3 separate regions of the Mus musculus genome follow, and regions 1 and 2 are each linked to region 3. The links are chromatin contacts, called in public HiChIP or PLAC-seq and promoter capture Hi-C maps. All regions are on one chromosome and are shown on one strand. The core of a region is the stretch at or near the end of the contact, and the rest is flanking DNA. Distances in the headings are between cores, read along the strand shown. Region 1 holds the start of Prss56 (protease, serine 56). Region 2 holds the start of Ecel1 (endothelin converting enzyme-like 1). Region 3 holds the start of Ngef (neuronal guanine nucleotide exchange factor).

Region 1 (4,282 bases), core at 1,747-4,246, 330 kb after region 3:
GCCGGGCTCGGAACAGGTTAAAGGGCCCCCGGAGTCACCCTAAGGGACCAGAGCCAACAGAGAGCAATGCATTCACAATCGATCGAATTATATCTGCCTAGTACCTGGTAGGGAAGGATTGGCTCTGGCTGCGTCTGTGATTACTACTTGTTTCCATTTTATTTAGGAAGATTTAGCGGTAGGTAGGAGCTTTCAGCTAGACCCAGAGAGAACAGGGTTATCTTGCCAAGGGGAGAGACGCACCCAGGGCCCCCTGTCAGTTTTAGCTCATACCTGGCATGAGTCGATGCCCCCTGCCAGGTAACCAGCGCAGAGCATGGTGCTGGGCCGCAGCCCAGGCCCCAGGACCTTTTGACAGGTGTCTGCACTGAGCAGCGGAACGCGGGCCTCCCTCACTGCCTCAGACTCAGGCCCGTCTACAGGAAAGAATGTAAGGGGTCTGGGTTTGGAAGGCAGAGGCTGCGCCTCGAGATCCCCTCTCACTTGCCCTCTTTAATTCCTCGTGGTTTATGCGATGGAGCATCATTCTAGTCTCTCCAAACCCCACCTCTTCAGCTTACTTCCACCACCCCTAGCCCCGCCCCCATTGGTTCTTCACTACCCCTTGCAGCTAGCTTATCCAGGCCCTAACTGGCAATACCTTCGAAGAGAGCCCCCCAGCCTGCAATGGCGCAGGGGGTGCCGGCAGGAGGCTCCCGAGAACCCTGGGGAAGGCAAATGGGGCGCGCAGGCCCCTCTGGGCTCACAGGCGTCCACAACTGTACCAAGGCCAGGTCATTGTGAAAAGTCTGCGGGTCAAACTAGAGAGCAGGTGGCGGTTCAAGGTCAAGGAAGAGGGTTTGGGATGCTATTCCCAGCTCTGAGGACTCAGGGCGTGTCTTCTCACCTTAGGGTGGGGCAAGATGCGGTTCACCTGCACTTCTTCCGCTTGCTCCCCCTGAGGCCCCTCGGCGAGCATCACAGTCCACAGAAGCTCATTCGAGGCACTGCAGCGCAAGTAGTGGGTGACACCAATCAGGGACAGAGGGTGGCGTGAGGCCCCCTCAGAGGCCCAGACCCTCATGCACCCACACCATCCAGTGAGCCTGTAAGTGTGGCTGTTGTGACCCAAGGGAAAGAGAGGGAGACCGGGAAGGTGCAGATTCCCTGCAGTGGGAAAATTCAGTGTGATGTTCTCCTACCCTGGGATCCCTCACCCCCACCCCCACCCCCACCCGCAACCGGCATTTTAAGGCCCGAGGTTGGGAGCTAGCTTCCGCTAGGGGGCAGCAGAGACCTGCTCTGCTCTGCTTTGGCCCATGGGTGCTTAGACTCCCATCGGATTGGGTGGCCCTGCTGAGCAGGTGCCTGGAATCTCGACGACGTACCCGGCGAAGCAATGTGCAGCCGTGAGCACCCAGGATGCTGCTACCAGGACACCCCCGCACAGAGGCAACCCTCCAAGTTGCAGCCTCACTAGCCAAGGCCAGGCCCCCGAGGGAGCCGTGCTGCCACCGACTATGCGGCCGTGAGCCCGGGTCGTGTTGGCAACGCCTTGATGTCTTTCTCCACATTGTACTAGAATGGCAGAAACGGCGTCATGAAGCAAAAGTTTTAGTTATCTTCACGTTGAGGCCCACCTCGCTTTCAGCCCTTGGAGTCTTTTAGTTTCACCTGGCTCCGGTGGGTCCTGGAGGAGGGGGGCTTGAGGTCTAGGGCGTCCAGGTCCTACTGAGAAACAATCCTTTGAGCCTCGCTGCGCCCTCTTGCGGATCTTTCGCTTTATTGGGGGGGGGGGCTGGGCCTCATCTTTCAACCACTCTCCACTTGGCCCGCCTTCTAGCACATGGAACTATTTGAGCAGCCATGAACTGTGACCACCTGAGCCCACACTCTCCCCTCCTCCCTGCTGTGTCTCAAGTTTGGCATACCCCTTCCACTTGGACCTTCAAAAAGAATCTGACCCCAAGGACGATGGAACCTAAAAATAAGGGCTGGACATGGACAAAAGGAGGAGTCCCCTGTACCAATGTGAGTCTGCTGGGTGGGGTAGCACTTCTGGTACAACCTTGGCATTCATGTAGTCTGTGCTGGATCTCCATCAACACGCGCTTTATGGCCCACTGGGCACTCCTCTGGGCAGCCTGCAATGCCTGAGTCCCCTGGGCAGATAAAACTGGGAGGGGGAGGGACATGGGACACAAAGTCACATTCCCTTGGCAGAGAGCCCCACTCAGTCTAAGTCTTCCTGAACCTTGTCTGGGGAGTCCCAGAGAAGCGTGGTGAACTCTTAGACTACCAGGGATGTAGAGATGGGGAGAGAGGTCAGGCCCCAAGGGCCAGCCCTCAGGGCAGATGGTGCTACAATTGGGAAGGAATCTCTGAAAAGCTCCTTTCTTAAAGATTTCAGAGGAAAACCACTGCCCACCGACATCCAGGTAATATGGTTAAGGTATCCATCTTTGGGCCCAAGGCATGCTGCCCCGGGTCTTCTAACACCGTTATCTCTGGAACCCCTTGGCAGTGTTGCTGTCTCTGCTTCCTGGGTGAGGCTGTCTACCCTCCCTTCCTATATCCCAGTTCCAGGCTCCTCCTTCCAGCAGAAGGTGGGCAGAAGGACCACAGGCCCTCCTAAGTGTGAGAGATAAGCTCATTTCCCTTGTCCTCCCTTGACCTCACTTTCCCTATGCCCCTCCCACCTCCCGTGGTTCCCTCGGACCAGCCCGGCTCACCTTGCAGGGCGCCGGGGGACAGGCGCGTGTACAGTGGATGCCCATGGGCAGTTTGGGAGTCTGGGGACAGTAGCAGCAGCAGCAGCAACAACATAGCCAGCGGCATGGTGACCTGGGGCCAAGGCGGGAGACCCTGTCCTCTTTATTCCTGGACTCTACCCTCTCCTGTGATTCTTCCTGCCCACAGACTTTGTGTCCCTCAAACCATCTGATCCCGTTGTCTTACACTAAACTACTCACTTCTAATGGTCCGCACCTCACCTGGCCCTCACCTCCTGGGAGCCCTCAGGGAAACGATGCCCTGGAGCTATATAGAGGACAGAGGGGTGTGTGTGCGTGGGAGGGCAGCCAGGACTGGGGGAGGGAATGAGGTAGTGGGCTGGACCCTCACCTTTGAAGTCTCATCGTCCCACTCTGCGTCTCCCCACTTCTGTGAAAGCGGCCCTTGTTCCTGCGGTTGCTTCAAAGGGGCTGAGATGGGGCTGGAGAACTGACCGTTGGGCTGGGGGCCAGGCAGAGGGAGACTGGTGGGCAGGGGCTGGGAGGGGGGATCCCCATCTGTTTCTGCCACCCTGGGGAGTCCACTGCTCTGCTGGGACAGGCACTTTTGGAGGGAGGAGAGCTAGGGATAGGGGTGGGTGTCCTGGGCAGTCTCACCCCCTAAGCAAGCCATTGAACTTCCAGCCCCTCTGCCCCTAATTGCTTGGCAGTGTCCCTCCTCCGTGTGGCCCTTTCTAAAGATGATCAAAGCATTCTAATTTGCGCCATAATTGCTGCACTGGGGTAGCGGGGTGGGAAGAGGCAAAAGCAAGCGGGAGATGAAAGGCCCCACTGTGGCCCAGTTTGGGGAGCGCAGGATCCAGCAGGACCCCTGTCCCTGCCCACTCAGTGTGTCCAGCTTTGTTTTCAGTTGCTGTGACCCTGATCTGGCAGGAGGGACTCTTGAGAGAAGGTCATAAACAGGCAACTGTCCTGATATCCAGTCACCACCTGGGGTAGGGCCGAGCCTTTGGGTACAAACAAAACAAAACTACCCTTGGCACCTTGATTTGTGCTGGCAGCAGGGACATGTTGGTTAAGGGTTTAAGTACAGGAATTGGGACACACTGTGGCTAGGGGATGTGTTCTCTTCAAAGGGACTGCTTATCACAGCACGTAGCCTGTCTCCCACCACCAGGAAGGTAGAGAGAACGGTAGGTATAGATTGTTGTGTCAATTCAATGACACTAGGGATTGGAGTTATCTCTGCATATCATAGGTAAATCCTATGTGCTCTCCAAGTTTCTAGCAGAGAGGTATGGCTCCTGTATGCCTGCTGAAGCCTGGCCAGGCCGGAGTGGCCAGCATAGAACTGTCTGTCCTCACTCTGCCTTCTTGGCATGTGTCAGGCTTTGAGTCCAGTCTGATGGCAGGAAGGGAGTAGACCCTTCTCTCACCCACACAGCAAAGGGCAGGGCATGGAAAAGCACACTGTTTCAGATCTGGCTCCTACAAGTTGAGAAGACCCCCACCCCACCCCACCCCATCCTTGTCTCGACTCCTGGGATCCTACAAGTTGTTGGGAGCATGTG
Region 2 (4,934 bases), core at 334-2,833, 350 kb after region 3:
CAGAGGAGAGAAGCAAATAAAGGGACTGAGGACCAGGGTCCCTATCCTCCTGTGGATGCAGAGGAAAGTCCCCGGGGAAGCAGGTTTGCCTCTGTGCCTTGCTGTCGGAGTAGTCGGCTCCTTGAGACAATATCCATTTTTATATTTCTTGGAAATTTCACGGCATTCATTTCGGGGAAAATAAAAGCTGTCATTGCCGGAGAAATGATACCAATCAGGGCCTGAAAAGGCTGGAAAATTATCCTCCAGGAGATGGAATGTTGAGGGGAAAATGCAGATTAAAAGCACAAAGAGCCACTCTGCCACCGCCCTGCCCTCCCCTCCCCCCTCACGGAAACACGGCATTTTTGCGTAATTCCATCGCTCCTCAGTAGAATTAATTGGACCTGAGAAGAATGCATGGGGCAGGAGAGGACCTTAGGATGGTCAGAATGAAAGACAGTCCTGTGAGTGGGACTTAGAAATGGACAGACTGGACAGGCAGGAAAGTGGTAGAGGTGGCCACTAAAGGCTAGTGACTGGGTAGCTGACGATGAAGAACATCCGGAGGGGATGGCGACGGGATGGTGGTCGCTCTCCGCAGTCCCACCTCAACATGGGTTCTATCACATCGGTCTTCACCAATGTCTGAAACATTGCTTAGGCCAGGGCTGCAGGCTGGAGCCACAAGGTTGGGATTGCTGGGGCTGTGTGGTCCTTTGCTGGGGATACCAGAAGAGATGGGTAAGTCGAGGCAGAGAAAGCAGATTCCTGAAACAGTAGCAGTCCTTCAGAAAGCTCCCAGGTCTCTGTCACGTGTGGGCTTCACCTTGTGGGTACAGTGGAGAGGTAAAGATGATTCTGTCTCTTGGAAGGAGCGAGGTCCCCAACATTTAAAAAGCTAGTTCAGCCAACCGGAATGGGTGGAAGACTGGACAAACTCACCCTGTGTAGTCCCGTGAGGGAAGTGGAGCAAGATTCCTCCCTCTCCCCACCCTACCATCCTTTTCTAGGCCTTTCTATGTGGGTCTGGGACTTCCTGCCAATGATGTCAGGAAAACCTAAGGTTGAGGAGGCCACAGCCTCAGCCTCTACTTGCAACCTCCCCAGGAGAGCTAGGTAAAGGGTCTTGTACCAACCAGAACCCAGATGGGGCAAGCAGGAGTTAAAAGGACAAAGAAGTCTTGGTGCTGATGGCGCCTGGCAGAGTGCTGGTCCAGATACAGGCTCTTCACCTGCCCATTGGAGTCCTCCCTGGGCTGAGCTTCTGTGGGCTCGGCCCAGACTTCCCTCTGGCCTCCAGATCTCCAGCTTCAGTCCCTTTACCGCAGACTGGTAGGTGGCTCCAAGTGGCTCATCAGAAGGGACCGTGCTTCCTCCTCCCGGGACAGATCTGGACTCCGGAGTCCTGGAGCCAGAAGCTGGTGCATCACTCTCAGGAGCGTTATCTCCGCGGTCGCCATCCCCACCTCCGCACTGCTGGAGCTGACAGGTAGCCCAGAGGGAAGCAGAGAGAAGGAGGGGTGCAGGGGGCGGGAGAAGGAGGGTGGAGCCGCCGGCGCGCCCCCTCCTTCGGGGCTGGCGGGCGGCGCGGCGCGGCGGCAGAGGCGGCGGGCGCACGAAGAGAGCCGCAGCCAGCCCAGCTCCTCTCCGGCTGAGGCCGGGATTTGCTCCCGACCCCTCCCTCGGTCCTCGCCCGGCCCAGACGCGCACCTGCCGGGTAAGTGTCATTCGGGCCCGCCGCCTCCGAGGACATCATCACAGCCACCTCCGAGGCCACCGCGGCTGCCGAGCCGAGCTTCTCGGCTTTGTCTCTGTCCTCCCGGCTCTGGCTCCAGCTGCGGCTGCGGCTGCGACTCCAGGACTCGGCTCTCAAGCTCCGCTGACTGCGCCGCGCGACGCAAGAGATTGAGCTCAGGGCTGGCGCAGCAAAGGGGGTGAAACTTCTCCCAACTTTGGATTCTGGGGAGAACCTGTTGACGACAGGGATGGCCCGGGGCGTTGATGGGTGGCAAATGATGAAACCAGTCTCTGGTTTTCCATCTGGGCCGTCGGGGTTGGGGAGTCGGGTGGGGGAAAGATGGGGAATGGAGAGGGCTGCTGCTTGGGGAAGGGACTTGTGGGCTTTGGAGCCATTGAAGAGAAACAGCCAGAGGGTGGCTTGAGAGTGGTCCTGCAGACTTCCCCGAGGACGAAGTTTGGGTGTCTGGTCGCTTTTAGTTCGGAGAACTGAAGGAGGCTTCAGGGTCCGCAGAGAGGCGCCCCTGACCACACCTCCTTTCTCCGGCCTCTGCTTCCCCCTCCCCCACCTGGCTTGTCTGGAGAGGATGATGGGCAAGAAAGGCAAAGACAAGGGAAACAGGTTGTCAGTGAAGCCCCCACTTTGTGCCCGGTGCTCTTTGGTTTTGTGTCCGAGCATCCTTACTCTGTGGTGAGCTTGTGGAGACCTGGGTAGGCAGGTTAAAGGCTACTATTCCAGTAAGAGCTGCTGGCAACTGAACCCTTCTTTCTTGGTTGACGGAGTGAAGTGGGATCCTTGGTTGTGGATCACAGGTGGCCTCCATCTTCTTAAACTAACTCCCACCCTTTGTTTTCTGGGTCCCCTCACTTTCCAGGGCCTCTCTGAGCCTGCTAATGTTCCCTTCCTACAGCTGCGACCGAGGGCCATGTGGGCTCCGACCAGAAAGCCCGCAGACAGAAGCAGCCTATAATCGACCAAACAAGGGGTCTGCAGCCAAAGCCTCGGCACAATGGAGGCCCCGTATTCCATGACAGCGCACTACGACGAGTTCCAGGAAGTCAAGTATGTGAGCCGGTGTGGCACCGGGGGCGCTCGAGGGACCTCACTGCCTCCAGGCTTCCCGAGGGGCTCAGGGCGCAGTGCTAGCGGGTCCAGGTCTGGGCTGCCCCGCTGGAATCGACGCGAGGTGTGCCTGCTGTCGGGGTTGGTGTTTGCTGCCGGCCTCTGCGCCATCCTGGCGGCCATGCTGGCGCTCAAATACCTGGGCCCGGGAGCGGCGGGCGGTGGCGGAGCCTGTCCCGAGGGCTGCCCCGAGCGCAAGGCCTTTGCACGCGCCGCCCGCTTTCTGTCTGCCAACCTGGACGCCAGCATCGACCCGTGCCAGGACTTCTACTCGTTCGCGTGCGGAGGCTGGCTGCGGCGCCACGCTATCCCCGACGACAAGCTCACCTACGGCACGATCGCGGCCATCGGAGAGCAGAACGAGGAGCGTCTGCGGCGCCTGCTGGCGAGACCCACCGGAGGCCCCGGCGGCGCTGCGCAGCGCAAGGTGCGCGCCTTCTTCCGCTCGTGCCTCGACATGCGCGAGATCGAGAGGCTCGGGCCGCGGCCCATGCTCGAGGTCATCGAGGACTGCGGCGGCTGGGACCTGGGCGGCGCGGCCGATCGCCCCGGGGCGGCTCGCTGGGACCTCAACCGACTGCTGTACAAGGCACAGGGTGTGTACAGCGCGGCCGCGCTCTTCTCGCTTACAGTCAGCCTGGACGACAGGAACTCCTCGCGCTACGTCATCCGCGTGAGTGTCCCCCCCCCTCCGCCTTTCCGCCCCACGACAATCCTCGCACCCCACCTGAGACCTCCCGCATCCTTGGCCCGGCGTGCCCCCTGCTCCATCCCGCGTCCGAAGGATACGGGTTCGGACAGCTAGGGGATCAGGGAGGAGCGGGGCGCGCGCAGGGGCAGAGCGCGGGAGGAGGGCGCAAGTAATTTCCCTGGAGTAATTGCTGTGTTTAGCTGAGCTGCGGGAGCCGCAATTCCCAGCCCTCAGGCAGGTGGGGTTCGGGGAGTGGGAGCCCGCAGGCGATCGCCCTGAAAGGCTGGGGTTGGCTAAGAATTCCAGAGGTCCCAACTCCCAGTATAGCGCCCCACGGTGTCCCTACAGGTGGGGAAAGTGAAGGCGGTTGGGGAAGGAGTGAAAGGCGGGTTCTCCAGGGCATCTTCAGGCTGAACTAAGAGTAATGGGGTTTGGCTAACTTCTCTGGATTGAGAGAGGGGTTGGTTTTCATGATCCCGGAGCTTGTGACAACAGATCCGTATTTGACTCGTCCTGTCTTCTCTTCTTTGACATTTGAGAGGGAACGCTGGAAAACTGGCCGTGCACTTCTGACCAGGGGTCCCTGTTTTCCTCCCCAGATTGACCAGGATGGGCTCACCCTGCCAGAGAGAACCCTGTACCTAGCTCAAGACGAGGAGAGTGAGAAGGTGCCTAGGCAGAGGCTGGGGCTTCTGGGAAGGAAAGAGCCCCAGAAGGAGGGTCGCGGGGGTAGGTGTCTCCCTCCCCATAACAGGAGCACGTGTCCTGGTGCAGATCTTGGCTGCATACAGGGTGTTCATGCAGCGTCTACTCAGACTACTGGGAGCGGACGCTGTGGAGCAGAAGGCGCAGGAAATCCTTCAGCTGGAACAGAGGCTGGCCAATGTGAGCAGGAGGGGCTGGGAGCCTCCAGGACCCTGACAAAGGCCGGGGAACATAGGTCAGGCCTGTGTCTATCTGGTCTCCACTCCAGATCTCTGTGTCAGAATATGATGATCTCCGTCGTGATGTCAGCTCCGCGTACAACAAAGTGACTCTGGGGCAGCTGCAGAAGATCATCCCCCATGTGAGTGTTCTCAGACCTGGTGAATGGGTGATGATGGGGGCGGCGCAGGGACTGCAAGTTGACCATCTTTAGGTATGACCGAGGTCTTCCATGCCCCTCAATGCCGACGTGCCTTTGTTGTCTCCTTTTGGACCCCTTTGTTGTCTCCTGTTGCTTCCCTGCCCTTGGCTCCACAGTTGCAGTGGAAGTGGCTGCTGGATCAGATCTTCCAGGAAGACTTCTCGGAGGAGGAGGAGGTGGTGCTGCTGGCCACAGACTACATGCAGCAGGTGTCCCAGCTCATCCGCTCCACACCTCGAAGGTGAGGCTGCAGATGCTCTAACGCTCCCTGTCCC
Region 3 (4,878 bases), core at 1,839-4,338:
AAAGAGTTGTGGCCTGGGCATTGCAAACCCTGGTGGGGCGTGGTTACAGGCCATAGAGAGCCACAGCATGAGCCAGCCCCCAACAAGCAGCAAGACAACATTGCCACTAGGTGATCTCAAGGTAGGACCAGGCCACCCCTCCAGTGATGTGCAAGGCAGAGCCACAGTCCAGAGAGAGCCATGCCCAAGCCTCAGGGAATTGTCTTTGACCAGACGTTTTAGCTACTGCTCTTGCTTCCAAAACAAAATCCCCAGCAAATGCAACTTCAGGAAGGAAGGCTTTGTTTTGGCTCACAGTTCAAGGGGCTCACAGTTTGAGGGTGGTGTCTAAAGTGGTAGGGAAGTCCTGGTGGCCACAGGAGTATGAAGCAGTTGGCTACATTGCATCACAACCAGGAAGTACAGAGATGAACGAAACGGCTCAACTAACTCTCTCCTTTTCATTAAACCTGGGACCTTGGCCCATTGATGGTATTCCCCACATTCATGGTGAATCTTCTTTGTTTCTGGAAACTTTGTTAGCATCATACTAGGACTCTGACATGTCACCTCTTTCTTCCCTTCTGTAACTAGGGCACTGATTCCCACTTATCCCAGTACTATAGTTAGAGGTCACATCATGTTTGGTTTCAGATGAGAAATGTTACCTGAGGATAAGCCAGACCTTGAATCTTAACCATAGTTAACTCTTTATTGTTGGCTTTTCTTTTTCCCCAGGAACAGGCATCCAACTCAGGGCCTTGCACTACACCACTGAATTATGCTCCCCACAATACTTGATGTAGATAACACTTTAAGGTTGATGCTGGGAATGGTTAACTACTGTGTTGTTTGGATTATGAAGTGTAGTCTGAGTGTCCAGAAATAAATTTAGGTTGCGGGAGGAGCTCCAATGGGAGAATATTATGGGTTGAATGCTTGTATTCCCAAAATTCACATGTTGAAACAAGTACCCCCTCCCCAATATGACGTTATTAGGACATGAGTGCCCCCCAATATGACACTATTAGGACATGAGGCCTTTGGGAAGCTTCTACAACATGAGGGTGAATTCCTCACAAATGAGATTAGAAAATCCTAAAGAACACCCTCCCTCCCTTTCTGGCAGAAGGCAATGAGAAATCAATAGTCTGCCATACCAGAGCTCACCCAGCCACACCTCAGACGGTACTAAGGTAGGCTCCAGTTGTGCGGAAGACTACCCATCTCTGATAGGTCCTCATGGCAGCCAGAGCAGAGCCCGGGATGGTAGTGATGAGGATGGCTATGGACCAGAGTTGTAAAGGGAAGGCGTTGAGTGGAGTCACACCCAGGAGGAATCACAAAGGCAGGGCTTGGGAAAAAGACCCAGGGGGTGGGAGGCTTGTATTTCAACTCCCATAAGGCCTTGAGAGAACTGTGCCTCAGGAAAGCACGGGTGAGTTTCAATGTCCAGATTCAGAGGGCTCTCTGCCATCTCTAATCCTCTCCTCACATTGAGTCAGGGAGAGATGGGGGATTATGTCAGCTCCTGCAACCTGGGGATGACAGATCCCTCCTGCTTTGCTTTCTTATCTGTCGCTGTGACAGAACACCCAGACCAAAAGTAATTTAGGAGAGAAAGGGTTTATTTTAGCTCAAGTCAAGGCAGGGACTTGAAGCAGCCAGTCACAACACATCCACAATCAAGAAAAGAGACAGGAGCATATGCATGCTTACACCACTTAGCTCAGGTTTGGTTTGGTTTGGTTTTCTGTCTAACACCGTTTATGGGAATGGCACAGTCAAAGGTAGACTGGGTTTTCCCACCTCAATTAACCTAGTCAAGACAATTCCCCACAGACATGACTGATGTAGACAAGCCCTCCTTCAGACTCTCTTCTGTGGTTGCTTGCTAGGCTGTGTCATATGGCAATTAAACTAACCATTGCCCCTTCCAAATAAAACAACCCTCCCTTCCCAAAGCCATCGCTGTTTCTCTTGAGTCCCAGCCGCTGTGCCTCCCACCTACTCATCCAAGAACAAGCAACACTTGAGGCTGGAGCAACAACTCAGGTGTTAAGAACACATGTTGCTCTAGCAGAGAACCCAGGTTCAGTTGCCAGCACACACATGGTGGCTCACAACCATGTAACTCCAATAATTCCATAATTCCGGTTCCAGGGATCCAACGCTCTTTTCTGATTTTGAAAGGTACCAGTCAAACACATTGGTCACATACATACATGCAGGCAAAATACTCATATACCAGAAAAACCAATAAACACAGCTGCCTCAAACCCCCAGGAACAGGTTCCTTATAACCAATGCCCACAGGTGGAGTGTGGAGGGGGCCATGCTGGGGAACACTGTGTCCCACCCTCACCCTCAGGTACCTACAGAACTGGCCACACTACTCTTGACTTGAGATATTTCTCTCCTTATCCTCTCGTTTTATCTGAGCGCTGTACTAGCTAACAAACAGTAGGGTGCAGATCTACTTGTGGGTAGGGAAATCCTACTGCAGTTTCTGGAAACTTCTCCTTAACTCCCTCCTGGCAGCGTTTGGGGGTCGCTGGGAAAGATTTGGTCCAGCAGAAAGACCCACTCAGGAAAAACGTCTGCAGTGGTGGTGGTGGTGGGGGGGTTTCACACACACACACACACACACACACACACACACACACACACACACACACACACACACCTGAGAGTCAAGAGCAAGAGTGCAGGAGAAATAACTGTTTTCTCTCCAACTGGGAGTAGAGGGCATATATTCCCAAAGCATGATCTAGGAGACTGAATTGTAATGGGCAAGGGATGGGACAGAGGGTCGCCTCGCCCTCCCCTTCAAGAAACCCGGGGCGGAGCTATGAAAAACGACCCACTGGCAAGAGGGGAGATAGGCTGAGGCAGCTCTGTTCCCTCTGTCCCCGCGTCTCCCGGCACCCGGCGGCCGCGGGGGAGGCAGGCGCTGCGCGGCTCCGGTCCATGTGGGGAGTCACCGCCCCCTGGTCCGGGTGCACCCGGCCCTAGCGCCCCCACCTCGCCGCCGCCGGCCTCGCCCCCGCCGCGCGCGCCCCGCCCGCCTCCCCCGTTGCCGTGGCAACCCCGGGAGCCTCCAGGCGCGCGCTCGTCCGCGGGAGCGCTCTACAGCAGCGGCGGCGGCAGCTCCGGCTTGAGCCGCGCGCGCTGCGACCTCACTCAGAGCCCGCGCATTGCCCCCGGCTGGGCCCTGGGCCCCCCGCGCGGCTCCCCACCAGCCCCTGAGCCTACCCGGTCGCTGGTCCCCATGGAGCTGCTGGCTGCAGCCTTCAGCGCCGCCTGCGCCGTGGACCACGACAGCTCCACCTCGGAGAGCGACACGCGCGACTCGGCGGCGGGACACCTGCCGGGCAGGTGAGGACCCGCTGTATCCCGGCCCCCGCGCAATGTCCCCACGTACTCCCTCACACTCGCTCCCTAGGCGATGATCTCGGACCCCTGCGGCCTATCCGGGTCCTCGGCCCCCGGGCTCCTGCTGCCCCCCACTAACTCTAATCCGACGGACCTTCCCCCTGGGAGAGCCGTGCGTCCTGTTCCAGGTCACTAGCACCCAGTCCCAGCGTGGGATGGCCTCCTGCACCTTGTCCCTGGACGCCCAGAGTGTGCGCGTCCCGCCCTTCGCCCCTCTCTGCGCTCCCAGTCTCTGGAACTGGAGGACAGAGCCTCGAGTGGGGCCAGGGGGCACGGGACGGCTAAGGGAGTGGGGTGGCAGCGGGCTGGCAGGACCCGTTGGGGCGGCCTTCCGCGCTGTGCAGCGGCTAGGGTACGCCAACTTTCCGACGCCTGTCCGCGAGCTCGAAAAACATGAAGGTTTGGGCGGACTGGTGTAGGAGTGAATCACCCCGTCGCGCCCTGGTATGGTGACAAAAAGGGTTTGTCGGGCTCGCCCGGTCCGGACACGTGGCGGCCACTGTGGCCCCCCTTGGCTTGGAAGCTCTTAGGGGCAGTACCCTCCAGGCAGCAGCCGCTTGTGCTGACCGACAGTCGCCTCTTGCGATCTAGCCAAGGTGTGTCGTTGCTTAAAAATAAACAGCCGTCGCTCTCCTCCTTCTCTTGCAGCGAGTCATCCTCCACCCCTGGAAATGGAACCACACCCGAGGAGTGCCCAGCCCTCACCGACAGCCCCACCACTCTCACGGAGGCCCTGCAGATGATCCATCCCATTCCCGCCGACTCCTGGAGAAACCTCATTGAACAAATAGGTGGGTCCAGGGCAGGCAGCGACTCGTTTGGACCATGAGAGCCTGGTGGCTTCCAGGGGACCCTGGCTGCTGGGCTGACTGGCATGCGGCTTTTGACATGACTAGTTCTAATGGTTTCCTAGGCAGAACTGCCGAGTTTTATTAGTGCTGCACCACTGAGCTAATTTAGCTGGGATTGTGGTGTGTTTGTGAGACTGAGTCTCACACTGCAACCCTGGCTGGCCTGGAATTTACTCAGTAGCCCAGGCTAGCCTGGACCTCACCTCCTGCCTGAGAACTTGAGTTCCAGGGTTATGAGCTTGAGACTCTATGCTGGGCTTTAGCAGTGGGTATTGATCTTGATGTCTCTTGGAGAACACTCTTGGTCCAGCCCTTTCCTGTAGAAAACGTTGTTTCCAGAATGGAGTAGCTGGAGAGAGAGAATGAAGTCTTCCTTGACCTCAACAGGGAGGTCCTAGGAGGACCTGGAAGGTAGCCAAGGAATTAAAGCTGTACTGGGAAGCTCTGGGTAGAGCAAGGCTGGCCCTGAACACATGAGTAGAAGCAAAAGAGGCCCGAGTACATTCTGCGTCCCCCCTCCTGCCCCCTGCCCCCCACCCAGAAGACTCTTCCAAAAGGCTGCCAGGATGGTCCTAGGGAACGGCACTTAGCGGGTCCTGCTCCTCCAGAGCTG

The links. Promoter capture Hi-C pulls out the DNA fragments that hold promoters and counts their contacts. HiChIP or PLAC-seq counts read pairs in DNA pulled down with a chosen protein or histone mark.
Region 1: a contact with region 3 is called in an H3K4me3 HiChIP or PLAC-seq map of embryonic stem cells, with 20 read pairs. The contact joins the promoter of Prss56 here to the promoter of Ngef in region 3. A contact is called at or near these places in 1 of 15 datasets of contacts at CTCF or cohesin (embryonic stem cells), 1 of 484 Hi-C or Micro-C datasets (embryonic stem cells), 5 of 115 datasets of contacts at active chromatin or transcription factors (embryonic stem cells, pancreatic cancer cells and stem cell-derived neural progenitor cells) and 1 of 9 other capture datasets (embryonic stem cells).
Region 2: a promoter capture Hi-C map of embryonic stem cells shows a contact between it and region 3. The contact joins the promoter of Ecel1 here to the promoter of Ngef in region 3. A contact is called at or near these places in 2 of 39 promoter capture datasets (both in embryonic stem cells), 1 of 484 Hi-C or Micro-C datasets (embryonic stem cells), 2 of 115 datasets of contacts at active chromatin or transcription factors (both in embryonic stem cells) and 1 of 9 other capture datasets (embryonic stem cells).

What each region holds. Positions count from the first base shown.
Region 1 is chr1:87,182,028-87,186,309 of GRCm38.p6, reverse strand. It overlaps Prss56 (protease, serine 56), which reads right to left and starts at 2,996. Exons shown (of 13, transcript NM_027084.2): 1 at 2,712-2,996; 2 at 2,048-2,155; 3 at 1,654-1,707; 4 at 1,368-1,557; 5 at 887-986; 6 at 641-800; 7 at 274-416; 8 at 1-39. The coding sequence starts at 2,817.
Region 2 is chr1:87,152,785-87,157,718 of GRCm38.p6, reverse strand. Ecel1 (endothelin converting enzyme-like 1) reads left to right here and starts at 1,583. Exons shown (of 18, transcript NM_001277925.1): 1 at 1,583-1,699; 2 at 2,631-3,515; 3 at 4,133-4,201; 4 at 4,308-4,418; 5 at 4,507-4,599; 6 at 4,776-4,900. The coding sequence starts at 2,730. All of the region lies in intron 3 of Gm33292 (a long non-coding RNA gene), which reads right to left.
Region 3 is chr1:87,508,572-87,513,449 of GRCm38.p6, reverse strand. Ngef (neuronal guanine nucleotide exchange factor) reads left to right here and starts at 3,088. Exons shown (of 13, transcript NM_019867.2): 1 at 3,088-3,357; 2 at 4,063-4,205. The coding sequence starts at 3,251.